Linked DNA regions of Mus musculus: regions 2, 3 and 4 are each linked to region 1. The links are chromatin contacts, called in public Hi-C and HiChIP or PLAC-seq maps. All regions are on one chromosome and are shown on one strand. Each heading gives the region's core, a stretch centred on a gene start, on an enhancer-like site or on the middle of the called end of the contact. The rest is flanking DNA. Distances are from core to core; before and after follow the strand shown. Region 1 holds the start of Pacsin1 (protein kinase C and casein kinase substrate in neurons 1). Region 2 overlaps Anks1 (ankyrin repeat and SAM domain containing 1). Region 3 holds the start of Scube3 (signal peptide, CUB domain, EGF-like 3). Region 4 overlaps Anks1 (ankyrin repeat and SAM domain containing 1).

Evidence for each region. Hi-C and Micro-C count contacts between places; a contact is called where the count stands out from the background. HiChIP or PLAC-seq counts read pairs in DNA pulled down with a chosen protein or histone mark.
Region 2: a contact with region 1 is called in a FOXA1 HiChIP or PLAC-seq map of pancreatic cancer cells. The contact joins the enhancer-like site here to the promoter of Pacsin1 in region 1. A contact is called at or near these places in 2 of 39 promoter capture datasets (cranial neural crest and liver), 2 of 115 datasets of contacts at active chromatin or transcription factors (large pre-B cells and pancreatic cancer cells) and 1 of 9 other capture datasets (embryonic stem cells).
Region 3: a contact with region 1 is called in a Hi-C map of pro-B cells, with 2.4 times the contacts expected there. The contact joins the promoter of Scube3 here to the promoter of Pacsin1 in region 1. A contact is called at or near these places in 8 of 39 promoter capture datasets (the 3T3-L1 cell line, embryonic stem cells, hematopoietic stem and progenitor cells and 3 more), 3 of 484 Hi-C or Micro-C datasets (embryonic stem cells, pre-B cells and pro-B cells), 2 of 115 datasets of contacts at active chromatin or transcription factors (embryonic stem cells and stem cell-derived neural progenitor cells) and 1 of 9 other capture datasets (macrophages).
Region 4: a contact with region 1 is called in an HNF4G HiChIP or PLAC-seq map of pancreatic cancer cells. The contact joins the enhancer-like site here to the promoter of Pacsin1 in region 1. A contact is called at or near these places in 1 of 15 datasets of contacts at CTCF or cohesin (embryonic stem cells), 2 of 484 Hi-C or Micro-C datasets (the N1E-115 cell line and bone marrow-derived macrophages) and 1 of 115 datasets of contacts at active chromatin or transcription factors (pancreatic cancer cells).

Annotation. Positions count from the first base shown.
Region 1 is chr17:27,653,756-27,656,854 of GRCm38.p6, reverse strand. Pacsin1 (protein kinase C and casein kinase substrate in neurons 1) reads right to left here and starts at 1,264. Exons shown (of 10, transcript NM_011861.3): 1 at 1,096-1,264.
Region 2 is chr17:28,024,160-28,027,067 of GRCm38.p6, reverse strand. The region is part of intron 12 of Anks1 (ankyrin repeat and SAM domain containing 1); the gene reads right to left. Among named protein-coding and RNA genes, the nearest start is that of Gm35290, 18 kb to the right of the region's middle. Within about 2 kb of position 1,472, at least 73 of the 459 cell types and tissues checked have an H3K27ac peak or open chromatin away from gene starts, as enhancers often do. A contact at or near this core is called in liver and pancreatic cancer cells, where this site is marked.
Region 3 is chr17:28,140,928-28,143,927 of GRCm38.p6, reverse strand. It overlaps Scube3 (signal peptide, CUB domain, EGF-like 3), which reads right to left and starts at 1,619. Exons shown (of 22, transcript NM_001004366.2): 1 at 1,318-1,619. The coding sequence starts at 1,402.
Region 4 is chr17:27,975,010-27,978,067 of GRCm38.p6, reverse strand. It overlaps Anks1 (ankyrin repeat and SAM domain containing 1), which reads right to left. Exons shown (of 25, transcript NM_181413.4): 3 at 1,351-1,507. Among named protein-coding and RNA genes, the nearest start is that of Gm35290, 31 kb to the left of the region's middle. Within about 2 kb of position 1,602, at least 44 of the 459 cell types and tissues checked have an H3K27ac peak or open chromatin away from gene starts, as enhancers often do. A contact at or near this core is called in bone marrow-derived macrophages and pancreatic cancer cells, where this site is marked.

The DNA.
Region 1 (3,099 bases), core at 15-2,514:
CTTCTCAGACACTGACAATGTCAGAGACAAGTCAGATTCTTAGCCTGAAGGCCCTTTGGTCTAGAGGGGGACAGGCCAGACATAAGTAACCTCCGGGTTGACAGGGTTCAAGAACATGGGGCCAGAGGTGACCTCTCCCCTGGGGAGTCAGGAAGCTGCTTAGAAAGAGTGATCTGAGTAACGGGCAAACATCTGATAAGAAAACCAGGCTGCGGGCAGAGCTTCCCAGACCACTGGCAATCTGCACCCCAGCTGTGCTGGGGCCCCTGACAATGGGCTATTTCTGGTTGTGCCTAGAAAAAGAAGGTGCCTCATGTTTAAGTTCCCCCAGGCTGCAGAGCTGTGCTTGGGGGAGGTGGGGGTGGGGGCAAGGCTGGAACTTAAAAATCGGGGGTTTGAAGCTGAGTCTAGCCAAGCTCTGGGGTTTGCCACTGTGTCGCAGACACATTAATGACCCTTTAACCTTTCCACAGCCTCCTCAAAGGTGAACACAACCGGGAGAGCGCCCCAACCGTGACCAAATGGGCTGAGGTTGGTGGAGGGAGAAGGCGGTGTGGCTGGCGCAGAGAGGATTCTGCAGCATCTGCGGGGGCCCTCAGCATCGCCACCTCCTCTTTCCTTCCACCTCCCACCCCCAGCTGGTGGGGGGAGGGGTCGGAAGCAAAGAAGGAAGTACCTGTAATCTAAACCAGACATCGCCGCCTGTGCTTCTCCCCAGCCCACTCTGATCCAGAAATAACATACGCACCAAGCTGGCATCGGCCCACCCATCCCAGCTGGCCCCAGAAAAACATACAACACCGGGGGGGGGGGGCAGCCCCAGCTTCCCAACGATCATGCTTCTTCCCCTTTCCCCAGGGTAAAGGCCTCCCCCTTAGCATCCTCAAGGGGTCATTCTGGCACTGGCTGGGTCAAGCCAAGAGCATCCGGGGGCGCGCGCCTACCTCTCCCCAGATACCTGCCCTCGGCTGTATTCAACGCCATCATATACTGAGCATCTGCATCACGCACTGAAGCCCTGGACTCCCCGAACCCCCAACACTACCCCACCCCCACCCCCAAACCCGCGCTCTCTCCACGCTCTAGAGCCCCTACCTGGGCGCCGGAGCACCGGACACCATCAGCGGGGCGGGTGGCAAAGCGGGCGGCGGCGGCGGCCCAGCCTCAAGCCCGGCCGGCTTCCCGGGGGAGGAGGAGGAAAAGGAGGAGGAGAAGGCTGGCGCGACCGCCGCGCGTCTCTCTGGGGCTGCGGGAAGGAGGAAGGTCAGAGACTCCGCCGAGCGCAGCGCCGCGCGGGGGCGGAGGCGGCGCGGATTAGAGCGGCTTCTCCGTGAGCCAATGGCGACGCGGTGGCTGCGCAGGTGGCAGCACCGCGGTACCCGGAGGCCGCGCCCGCCCGGCCGCCTGCTCCCCAGCTCGGTGTGTTTGATTCCTGCGCGCTCCTAATACCTGCTTCTCATGCGGGGGTTCACGCATGATAGGGGTTTGCTGTATAACCCTGGTGTGATGACCCCCTCCCTATCCGTGTGTGTCGGGTTCATGGAGAACAGGATACTTAAGATTGGCCAAATAGTAAGGATGCTCTCCTCTGCCCTATCCCACGGCCCACTCCCACACTCAGCTCTGCCAAGAAGGCCTGTGTGGATCCTCAGGCCAGTTCACCTCAGCTGGCTGTCAGCAAAGCTAGCTGGAGGCCTTTTTGGAGGTTCTCTGGGACTTGGGGATCCAAACGGTGACACACAGCTGCTGCCTTGTATTCTAACTGCTTCCAGGAGCCGGACTGTTGCCCCAGGGAGTGGGGCCTGACTCAGAAGAGCAGAGGATTCATTCAATGTGTCCAGAGTGTGACACAAACCAGAGAAGGAAGACCAGGAGGCGAAAACTGCCCACCTCTGCCCCTCCCTACCTTGAGAGACCTGGATGTTCACAGGGTTCGAAGAAGGAAGTCTTCCTGAACCCCTGGTGGTGAGGCTAACCGTGAGCTCTGAAGTTCACCAGTTCAGGAGCCCAGAGGAATGCCTGCATACAGTGTTCGTTCATTTGCTAAGAATTCCATGGACAGTTTCAAGCTATATTGTTGTTTTGTTTTTAAGATTTATTTATTTGTATAAGTACACTGTAGCTGTCTTCAGATACACCAGAAGAAGGCATCAGATCCCGTTATAGGTGCATGATGGTTGTGAGCCATCATGTGGTTGCTGGGATTTGAACTCAGGACCTTCGGAAGAGCAGTCAGTGCTCTTAACCGCTGAGCCATCTTTCTAGTCCTCAAGCTATATTATTAGAGCATAGAAGAAGACATCACTAAGACATCACCAGGCAGCATCTCATCTAGGGTAGGACCAGACAGTCAAGTATTATTAGTCAGGGAACCGAGGGATAGAATGGATGACTCTTACTTTACGAAGGGGCTTATCAGATCGGCTTAAACAATACAAGCGTCTGCATGCAGGACAGGCTGAGAATCCCGAAGCTGTCCCAGGACACCGGGTTCCTCAGGAGTCCCAGTGTGGCACTGAATGCATGGAGGATTCCTGAAGAGGCCCCGGAGTCATCAGAGGCCTTCAGGGGACTTTGGAAGGTTGAAACGTGGGGTTCTGGTTGCAGCGGCCGCAGCAGCAGCAGAGCAGATGCATTCACCAGCATGAAGCCAAGGTGGGCAAGGCAAGGGTACGGTGCCCCACCCCCCAACTTCTTACGTCACGCCACCCCAAGGAGGCACGTCTCACCACGGGAGAGTCTCTTTTCCCCTCAGTCAGTTCCTCCCTGAAACGCCCTCCACTCCCTCCACGCTTACCCGGAGTCTCTTACTTCTTTCCGGATCCAATCAAGTCCAGATTAACCACCACAGTGGCTGGTGTTCCACGGAAGGTTGAGAGCTCTGGGCAGAGCTGTCCGGAAAGGTTTTCTCCTGGTGCTGAAGGAGAGCTGAAATCCAGGTTAGACAGGTGGCTGATACAGTAGCCTGGGGCTGATGAGGCCCACCCTCCAGGCCTGCCTGAGCACCCTGATTCCTATTTCCCCGCACCCCAACCTGGAGTTTACCATCAGCCCCAGGCAAGGCTGTGAGGCTCACGAGGGTGGGACAGCTGTCTGGGG
Region 2 (2,908 bases), core at 223-2,722, 370 kb before region 1:
GTAATCTTAGGGGTTTCCTCTTTTCCTAAAGAGGAAAGGGGAGGAGACAAATAGTGGCTCACCCTGAGAGTACGAGTACGTGGCATCTACAACAACTGGGACCTTTCCTCTTGGGACTCAGGGAAAGAAAAGGAAAAAAAGAGAAGTCTTAGATTCCAAGAAGCACACCAGCACAGCGGGTCCTTCATGATTTCCCTGGCAGGAACCGATGTCCACCCCGCCACCCAAACGCCCTGCCCCTGTTCCTTACACCACCACCACTACCCTAAATAAAGTGATACGGGCTCTACCAATGTTTCTACAGAACACAGGGTTCCTAGGAGTACAGGAGCAAAATGTTTGTCTCCAGTGCTCCTGGGCTGCAGCTCAGGGTCAGAGGTCATTTGACTGGGGAGGGAATGGGAGGCCACAGGACAGAGGCCAGGAGAGCACATTCCTGTATGGGGAACACAGAAACCCAGATGCACTGGCCGCTCTGTGTGTGGGGAGCCACATGGGACAGCGGGGTAAGTTCCCCATTATCAAAGAAGCACGCAGACAAGCACATGAACAGAACCCTAGAAAGGCTCTGAGACCCCTGTGGGGCTCATGGTCACGGAGCTGCACGGTGGGAGCCATGGAAGGGCAGGAAAGATGCCTTGCCACCTAGCTAGTCTGACACCTTTGTGCAGGGAGTTCTTTAGGCTGCCTCACCTATCTGCTGCAAATGCTGGCCAGCCTCAGCAGCCCTGCCAAGCCCAGTGGTTCTCTAAGCATGGCTCAGTGCCAAGGCCGGGTCTCTGTGTGTCTAGGCTCTTCAGACAAGGAGTGGGTGCTTCCACCTCTGAGAGGCTGTCTGCCAGAGGAGCCAAGAAAGACCCGGCTTATTAACGCCGGAGTAAGACCCAGGACAGTAAGACCTTAGTACTCCTCCTAATTTTATAAGCACACGCTTCTGGTTACTCATTGGACTTCTGCCAATCTCGGTGTCTCCCACTCCTGTTACAATAATCAATAAAGACTCAGAAGGGGACTGCATGCTTCTTTCAGTCAGATGCGGCAAAACCACAGCCAGGTCTGTTGCTCCTTCCCGAGCTCTGGGCAACAGGAATGGAGGGAAGACTGGGGCAGGTGCCTGTTGGGTTAAACACAGACAAAGGATCCCAGAGAGGTCTGGCCCAGGGCCTAGTCTGGGTTTCCCAGCTCTGCTCTTAACTGCGGTGGCTTCTGAGACGCCCCTGTGCATGTCTGTGAGTGGGCTGTCAGGGTGTGTGTGTAGGCTGAAAGAGTTCCCTATACTCTGGGCTCAGGCTATTTGCACACATCATACTCTCAAATATGCTCCTAAAGGGGTGAAAATAAACAAGACAGCTCTAGTCAAAACTGTGACGCATGGAACTTCTAGACTCTCCCAGAAGTGGGAGCAATAGAGAATGGCTGGTGCAGGCTCCCTCCTACAGGGGCGGGGCAGGGGCCCTGTGAGTCTCTAGGTCAGTCAGTGCAGCAGACAGAAATCCAAAGGTAACTCAGAAATAACCGAGCCAGGCAGGACACTGCCTCAGCCTTGCTTCCTGCCTTCGCCAACTCTGCGCTCCCCCACTCTGTGAGGAGTGGCAGATATGAAGCTGTCCTTGGTGAAGGTGCCCTGGATAGTGTCCCTGTAACTCAGATGCTAGAGTCTGGCCTCTAAGGTGGAGAAAGTGTGTGGCACTGAGGTCGGCCTTTGCCAAGGGGATATGGTATCCACAGGCTGGGAGGAGAGCCCTTGAGAGGGGCTTCTCTAGGCTCCAAAACAGATGAAGAACACACCTGTCTCTAACACAGGGGCCTCCAGCCAGGGCCCAGTGTGCCCCAGCTCACCTGGGAGACAATGACCCTGTAGTCTGCCGAGACCCACCATGTCTCCAGTTAACTGGAGGAATGGAATGTTAGGAGTATGGGCTTTTCACGGCACAGGCTGGCTGAGGGAGACCTCTGGAGATCCAGCGCTTGGAGCAGGATGCTGCTATGGTGGGTTTGTATCCGCTATGCAATATTACCCCACAGCCAGAAACTAGGGAATGGTACCAAACACAGGACCACTTAGAACTATTTCTGTAACTTCCTGTGAATATACAACTATTCCAAAGTAAAACATTTAGACGAGGAAAATGTTGACTCGACTGTGCCTTTCTTTTTATAAAGAAAGGCCAACCGAGCCCAAACACTGGCGAGGTCAGACATAACAGAGCCTCAGTTCTCTCCTTCTGTGGCCCAGCTGCTCGAGTTGGAAGGAAGTCTCCATCTTCCTCAGCCTGGCAGGCACGCACAGTGCTGGGGTCCTGCCCCCATCCTGAGCCGGTCTCCTTTCCCTCCCAATCGGGTGGCATGACAACCATCGTTGTTGACACGGGTTTGGCCTGAGCTTAGGGGAAACAGACCTGGTGATGAGAATCTGCTGAAGTACCTGCTCTGCATCTACCTGAATGTCACCCAGGGCCTCTGACCCCACTGTCACTGTCACCCAGGGCCTCTCTCCCTTCATGGGTCCTGAGAAAAGGGACCTGTTGTCAGCTGTTTCCTCCACTCAATTCTGCGTCTTTACTCACAGAAGCCCATTCTCCCTGGCTGACTCTGAGGGCCCGTCTGTCCTCACAGCACACAGCCCCTCCTGCTCCCAGGCTACCTCAGCCCCTGTGCTGCCTGCAGCAAGCCTTCCTCTGCACAGAGCAGTGTCCATGCTCTGAAGACCCCAGGGGCGGCACACAGGACGGCAGAGGCCGCACGGGGAAGCAGGTCGCTGAGGGGTTCCCCATAGCCTCTCGCATTCAGCGCTGGCAACTGTAAGCCCTGTAGCTCCTGGGAGTGGCAGCCTTGAGTATCAGTGACCTGTCCTGCCTCCCAGCAGGGGAGCAGCTCACGCTGCAATCTTCAGCTCTAGCTGCACCTC
Region 3 (3,000 bases), core at 370-2,869, 490 kb before region 1:
GAAGGAAGTGAGGGTGGGGTCTGGTACTTGACAGCTGAGGGGCTCTCGTGTTTGGTTATGTTAATGGACAGGTCTGAGGGGGCAAGGGAAGAGGCAGTGTTTTGGACGAGGAGGGAGGTGTTAGCTTAGCACCTTCTACCAACAGTGAAAAGCTGCTGGCATAGCCCAGTTTAAGATTCAGCACACACACCCCGCCCGCCCCCCCCCCCCCCCCGCCCCCGACACACTGACCCGACTGACTGACTGCCAGACAACTCGACGACTTCCTCAACTCCCAAGTTCAACTTTCCTCCTGACTCAGACACCTCTTCATCCCTGGCTGGCTTCAGGAACCCCCAGGACAATAGACAGAATCTACCTCCCCAGGCAAAATCTTGCTAAGAGGAATTTTCTTTTTGTCCATATAAATCTCTTTTGGGTGAGGACAGCGTGGGGGGAGGGGTACAGCAGGTCAATGGGGGGAGGGGAGGCTGTCCCCAGAGAACTGTGGGACACCAGCCTGGTTTCTGCCAGCGCAGCCTTGGGACTGGCTGGCCCAGGAGCGCGGGGTCAGGGACCGGGGCAGGAGGGCCTCCCAGTCTCCCTCTAATTCCTAGAGGGATCTGTCAGAGCTCCCAGCCTGGAATTTTACTTTGTTATTTTAATGCAATTCTAACCTGGATTTAAATGGAATTGGAAACCCCAGGCCTTAATAAATAAATATTATGATAAGAAATGAAAGCCATGCGAGACGAAAGGGATTCCCCCCCCCCAAAGGCAGAAACGCAACGTTCGTGCCAGAAGGCAGTCACAGACATTTTCTCCTACTGCTCCTACTATTCTGTGACAGGCAGTCGGTTTCACCGCGAAAGAGGTGTTTTTCTTTAACATCCTTCGACTTGATAAGACGGTAACTTCGAAATTTCGGCCTGACTCTGCCTCATGCGGGCAGGGGAGGAGGTTACGAAGCGTATAGCAGAGTTGAAAACTTCCTTCCCTCAGTCTCAAGCTCCAAAGTGGAGTCCCTGGCAATGTTTGAGAGAAGATTCTCTCTGACCTCGGAGGAAGATGCTAGATGGTGGCAGGGAAGCCGGCAGAAGTGCATGCATGCTCCTTTCTGCTGGCCGCCCCCCTCCCCAGGCGCTATTGCCTGTCGCGCAGCGCCCCGAGGTCTAGCGTCCCTGTGCCCCACTGGCCGAAGAGTCGGGGGGCACAGGGCCGGGTCCTGACAGCCACGCACTTCTAGACACCTGCCCTGGTGGCTCGGGCCCCGCCGTCCCGCCGCCCCTCTGTCCCGCCGCCCCGCCGCCCCACAATCCCGCACCGCGCCTCCCTTACCTTGCGCAGCTTTGCCATGCTGGGCGGCGCGCGCGTGGACCAGCAGGAGGAGCAGGCAGAGCCCGGGGACGCGCCCCGAGCCCATGGCCTGGAGCTCCGCGCGGCGGGGCCGCGGGGGTGTCGCAGCCCCGGGGAGGGCGCGAGGAGGAGGGGGAGGGGACTGGAAGGCGCCCCGCGGAGGCTCCGGGCTGGGCGTGGGGAGCGCGCGGTGGGGAACGCGGGCAGGCGCGGGGCGGCGGCCCGAGGGGCGGCCCGGGCTATCGCACCCGACGCCCAGCTTCGCCCGCGGGGAGCTGTAGCCTGAGAGCGAGCGCGCAGAGCCGGAGCTGGGACCTGAGAAAGGGGAGGGGAGACGTAGCGCCTAAACACGCCCTTTCTGCCTCTTTCTTCCTCCCTTGCTTTCTCGTCTCCCGGGCTCCGTCTGTTTTTCTTCGCCTTTCTCCTCCTCCTCCTCCTCTTTCTCCTCCTCTCCTTGCTCCTTTTCGTTTTCTTCCTCCTCCCCTTCCCACTGCCCCTCCTGCTTCTCCTCTCCGTCCTCCTCCTCCTCCACCTCCTTTTTCGTGCCCTTTTTTTTTTTTCTTTCAAAGGGGGCCTCGGCGTGGCGGCCGCTCCCCCTGCGCGCCCGGGCGCGCGGCCCCCTCCCCAGGCTGCCGGGCCGCTGCCTGCAGGAATTTACAATCCGGCGCTGGGGGAGCGGGCCCGGTCTCCATGGAGACGGCTTCCCCGGGAGCAGGGAGGTCAGGCGCAGACCGCGCACAATCAATGGATCAATGCAAGCCCCCGCTCCGCTCCAGACCAAACAGCACCGGGGCTCCGGCTCGTCCGCTCGTTCCCTGTGGGGAGCTAGCGGGGGAGCCGAGGGTGCGCCCCCCGCGCTCGCACGTCAGGAGGGCCGAACGGCGAAGGTCTGCACGCGCACCTCGGCGGGGAGACAAAGAGGGCGCGAGGTGTCGAGAAAGCTTGGAAGGGCTGCACCTCGGAACAGAGATGGGCTGGGACTCCGGTCCAAGGAACGTCCTCCGAACCTTTAGCCCTAAAGTCACTCCCACCCTCTGGACACAATCCTCATACTCAGATGAGTCCTGGCTAAAACTGCCCGGCTCCAAGGGCAGGCTCTGTGGGCGTTGAAGGTAGCCCGCTGAGACGCCCTTCTCGGCGTGGCTCCCATATGCACTGTCTAGTGCTCAGCACACCGGTAGAAGCTACCCCACGATCATCTTTGGCACACACAAAGGCTCTGTACAATCTCTCCAAACCGGCTTCCAGTGCTAACCTCACTGGCAGCAGAGATTAGGTTTAAAGTAGAGACACTCTGCCGATGGAGCAAGTTCCCCTGGGTCCTGGACACTGTCCCCTTTCCCCCTATCCCTTTAGTCGCTCTGAGCCAATTGTACCAGGCCTCAGAGTCCTGCCTGCTTCAGAGCCAATTTTGTGCAGGAAAAAAAAAAAAAATCCCAGGGTACCCAGGAAAACTGGGCAATGACCAAGGTCTCCCTAAAGATGACTCAGTCCTCAAACCCTTGGCATTGGCAGCGGGCTTCAGCTGGGGTGGGGGTGGGCTCTGTAAGCAGACGCCTGCCTACCCTGGAGAAGAGTTGAGCCCTCCCTTTAGCAGGGATTAAATGAAAGGGTAAGAGAACGAACAGAGAAAGAGGCTTTGACTTCCCAGTTCCAGCTCCTGAG
Region 4 (3,058 bases), core at 353-2,852, 320 kb before region 1:
GGCTCAAAACCCCAAGCAGCCATGTCTCAAGGCAAAAGTGGGTGAAGACAGGGTTAGACATGATGGCTGAAATGGTTGAGGTAAGGATTTCAGCAGGTGGCCATTTTCCAACACTGAAGAGTATTAGTTCCAAGCAAGCTTCTCTGTGTGCTTTTTTCAGAGAGAAGGCTGCAGTTTCAATCAGGAGAATCACACTTAGGCTCTAGGAAGGCAAGTCTAAGACCACCGCCACCCCGGCACACAGGCATCCTCGCTGACAGTCTGAGCACCTGCTGCTCACCTACCTGGAAGCCCACCCGTGCAGGAATACAGGACTGACTGACCACTGCCTACACCCAGTCTCCAAATGGAGGCCTCTGGGACCCAGGTGGTTTCCCTCTGGTAGCTCAGTGGAAACCTGTGTGGGCCTTGCTAGTGAGTAGACTTGCCAGGTGGTGTCCCAAGTTCTGAGGATGAACCTCATCTACTCTACAGAGAGGAACAGCCCCCTGGGGCTGTGTCCTGAGGGGGACAGCCCTGCACTCACTCAGGAGCAGCTTAGTGCAGCCAAAGCAGCAGGGCCAAAGCCGGATATGGACATCCTAGGAGACTTTGTCACTGAACATGTCTCCAGGGAACAGAGAGGCTATCCAAGAGCACTCAACTGCAGAGGCCTTGTGAGGTTTGGGGCGGTTCTCTTCTCTCCTTTTTAGCACATGCTTGCCCTCAGAGTGGTGTTGGAGGACACAGGAAGTGATCTCCATACCACTGGATCACTCTGACCTGCATCTGGAGGATTTTTTTCAGCATCAGGACAAATTCTTTCAGTTCTGCGCATTGTGATGTCTGTAAAGTAACAGGATTGCTCACACAGCACTGACTAATGCTGGCAAGCTGTGCTCACTGCATGTTGATGGCATAAGCAGAAATTATAATTATGTAATCTCTCCTGTTTAAAACTCACTCTACATAATTTCAAAAGATTTGCATCAACTTTTATACTGTGAGTCTGTGTGTGTGTATGCATGTGTATGAAATTTTAGTACAAATCTTCATGAGTCAACTGCACAAAAATGTATCCTCCTGCTGGACAAGGTGGCGCATGCCTTTAATCCCAGCACTTGGGAGGCAGAGGCAGGTGGATCTGTTGGGTTCAAGGCCAGCCTGGTCTAAGAGTAAGTTCCAGGACAGCCAGGGCTGTACAGAGAAACTCTGTCTTGAAAACAAAAAACAGACAAACAAGATGCAGCCTCCAGAACACGGCCCCCCACTCCTCCTGATGAGGGAGGGAGGGTCATGTCTAGGGAGCAGAGGAACCCTAAGTGCATGAGGCCAGGGCGTGCACAGGGAGGACACTCTCACTCTCCCGACCTGTTCGTTGACTCTGGTGTGTGAGGGCCCTTGCTGGATGAGCAGACGTACTATCTGGGCGTCTCCTTTCCACGCTGCCAAGTGCAGCGGGTAGCAGCCTTTCGAGTCAGCAACGTTGGTCAGCGCGTCGTTCCTCAGAAGGACCTCGACCACATCCCTAGAAAGCAAAAGCCATCCATGAGCTCATGGGTCTTCCCATGTGTGTACCGCAAACTGCTTTCTGACCCCGCCTCTCGATGGCTAGCCTCCTCTGAGGTCACTGCCCGGGCTTCTCCCTCTAATGCCCACAGCTAGCATGTGGCTGCTAGGTGGCTGACTCACCGTGACCAGTGACTCACCTCCCTTTCTTGATAATCCATCTATGTCCTGTAACTTTGAAAATGTCTGGACCCCTTGTCTGAACTGTGCATTACTCCCCACCTTGGGATACTTATTTAGCATGCAGGGGTAGAATTTACATGAAGGCGGTTACACCAGACAGGTGATGTCCCTTCGCTACCTACTCCAATGCCTTGGATGTGGGAGCTAAAAGAGGACAGAGCAAAATCAATGTCACAGACGTCAGACACACAGAGAGTCAGACACACAGAGAGTCGACACTGCTAATGAGGCGGACACACACGTGTAATTATCCCCAGGCACACAAGCCAATGAAAAGCCGCCCCGTGGACACAGACAGGGCCTGGGGAGGAGCCTGGCTAACAAACTTAGAGTTGAGGGTTCATTAATTCAGACTTTCCCGACTACTAGAGAGGGTTCTCAATGTATTTTTTTTTCTTTGTGTGCATACACGCAGAAGCCAGAAGATAATCTTTGGAAGCCATTTCTCTACATCTACCATGTGGGTCTGAGGGATCAAACTCAGGTCACCTGGGACGCAGCCAGTGCTTTATCTGCTGACCCATCATCCTGGCCCTGGATGTTACCTTTAGGGTTGTTTTAGAAAAGACACAGTGTTCATGCTCCAAATTGAGAAAAGGTCAACGCTGGAGCAAGCTCTCACGGTGGACCCTGCATGGTGGGCCTTCAGCTTGACCACAAACTGGACAAGTAACAGAATCCTGCAAGGTGGGGTGGGCCCATTCCTTGCTCATTACAATGTAAAATGAGGGGTTCATGGCTCGGGCTTACTAGGCCACACCCATGCAGCTCTTCCCCTTTGGACTCTGCTTCCCACTCTGCACACTATTTTTCCTGTCCCCCTGGTTTCTGTTCTTCTGCATCTGGGCAAACCCACTTCGTGCCCCACGACTTCTGCCTGTGCTGCGCTGAGCCTCGGGCGTCAGTCCACTGATGACTCCCTGCTCCCCGGAGCCCAGTTTCTCCAGGAAGCTCTCACACCACCTTCCCACTCAAGTTCTGATGGCCTCCTCAGACTTAAGAGGCCTTCCATCTCCTGGGTTCACCAGGGTGGACACCGTGAGGTGCCAGTGTCTGTGTGCTCTGCTGTCCTGAGTGGGCCCATCACAGTCCCAGCATGGCTTGTGTGCTAGAGCCCTCCACAGGAAGGGCCTCCAGGAGAGAAGGTGAAATTCACTTCTGTCTAAGACTTCTCTGGGGCTGGGGGTAGAAATGGAGCATCATGGTTCACAGAAGAGAAACCTGGCCTCTGCCCACACTGTGCTGTCTGCTTCTCTCTGTGCGCAGTGCCCCGCCTAGGCAGCCTCATAGGAGATGGAGACTCCTGAGCTGGGCTCCGCAGGGTGGG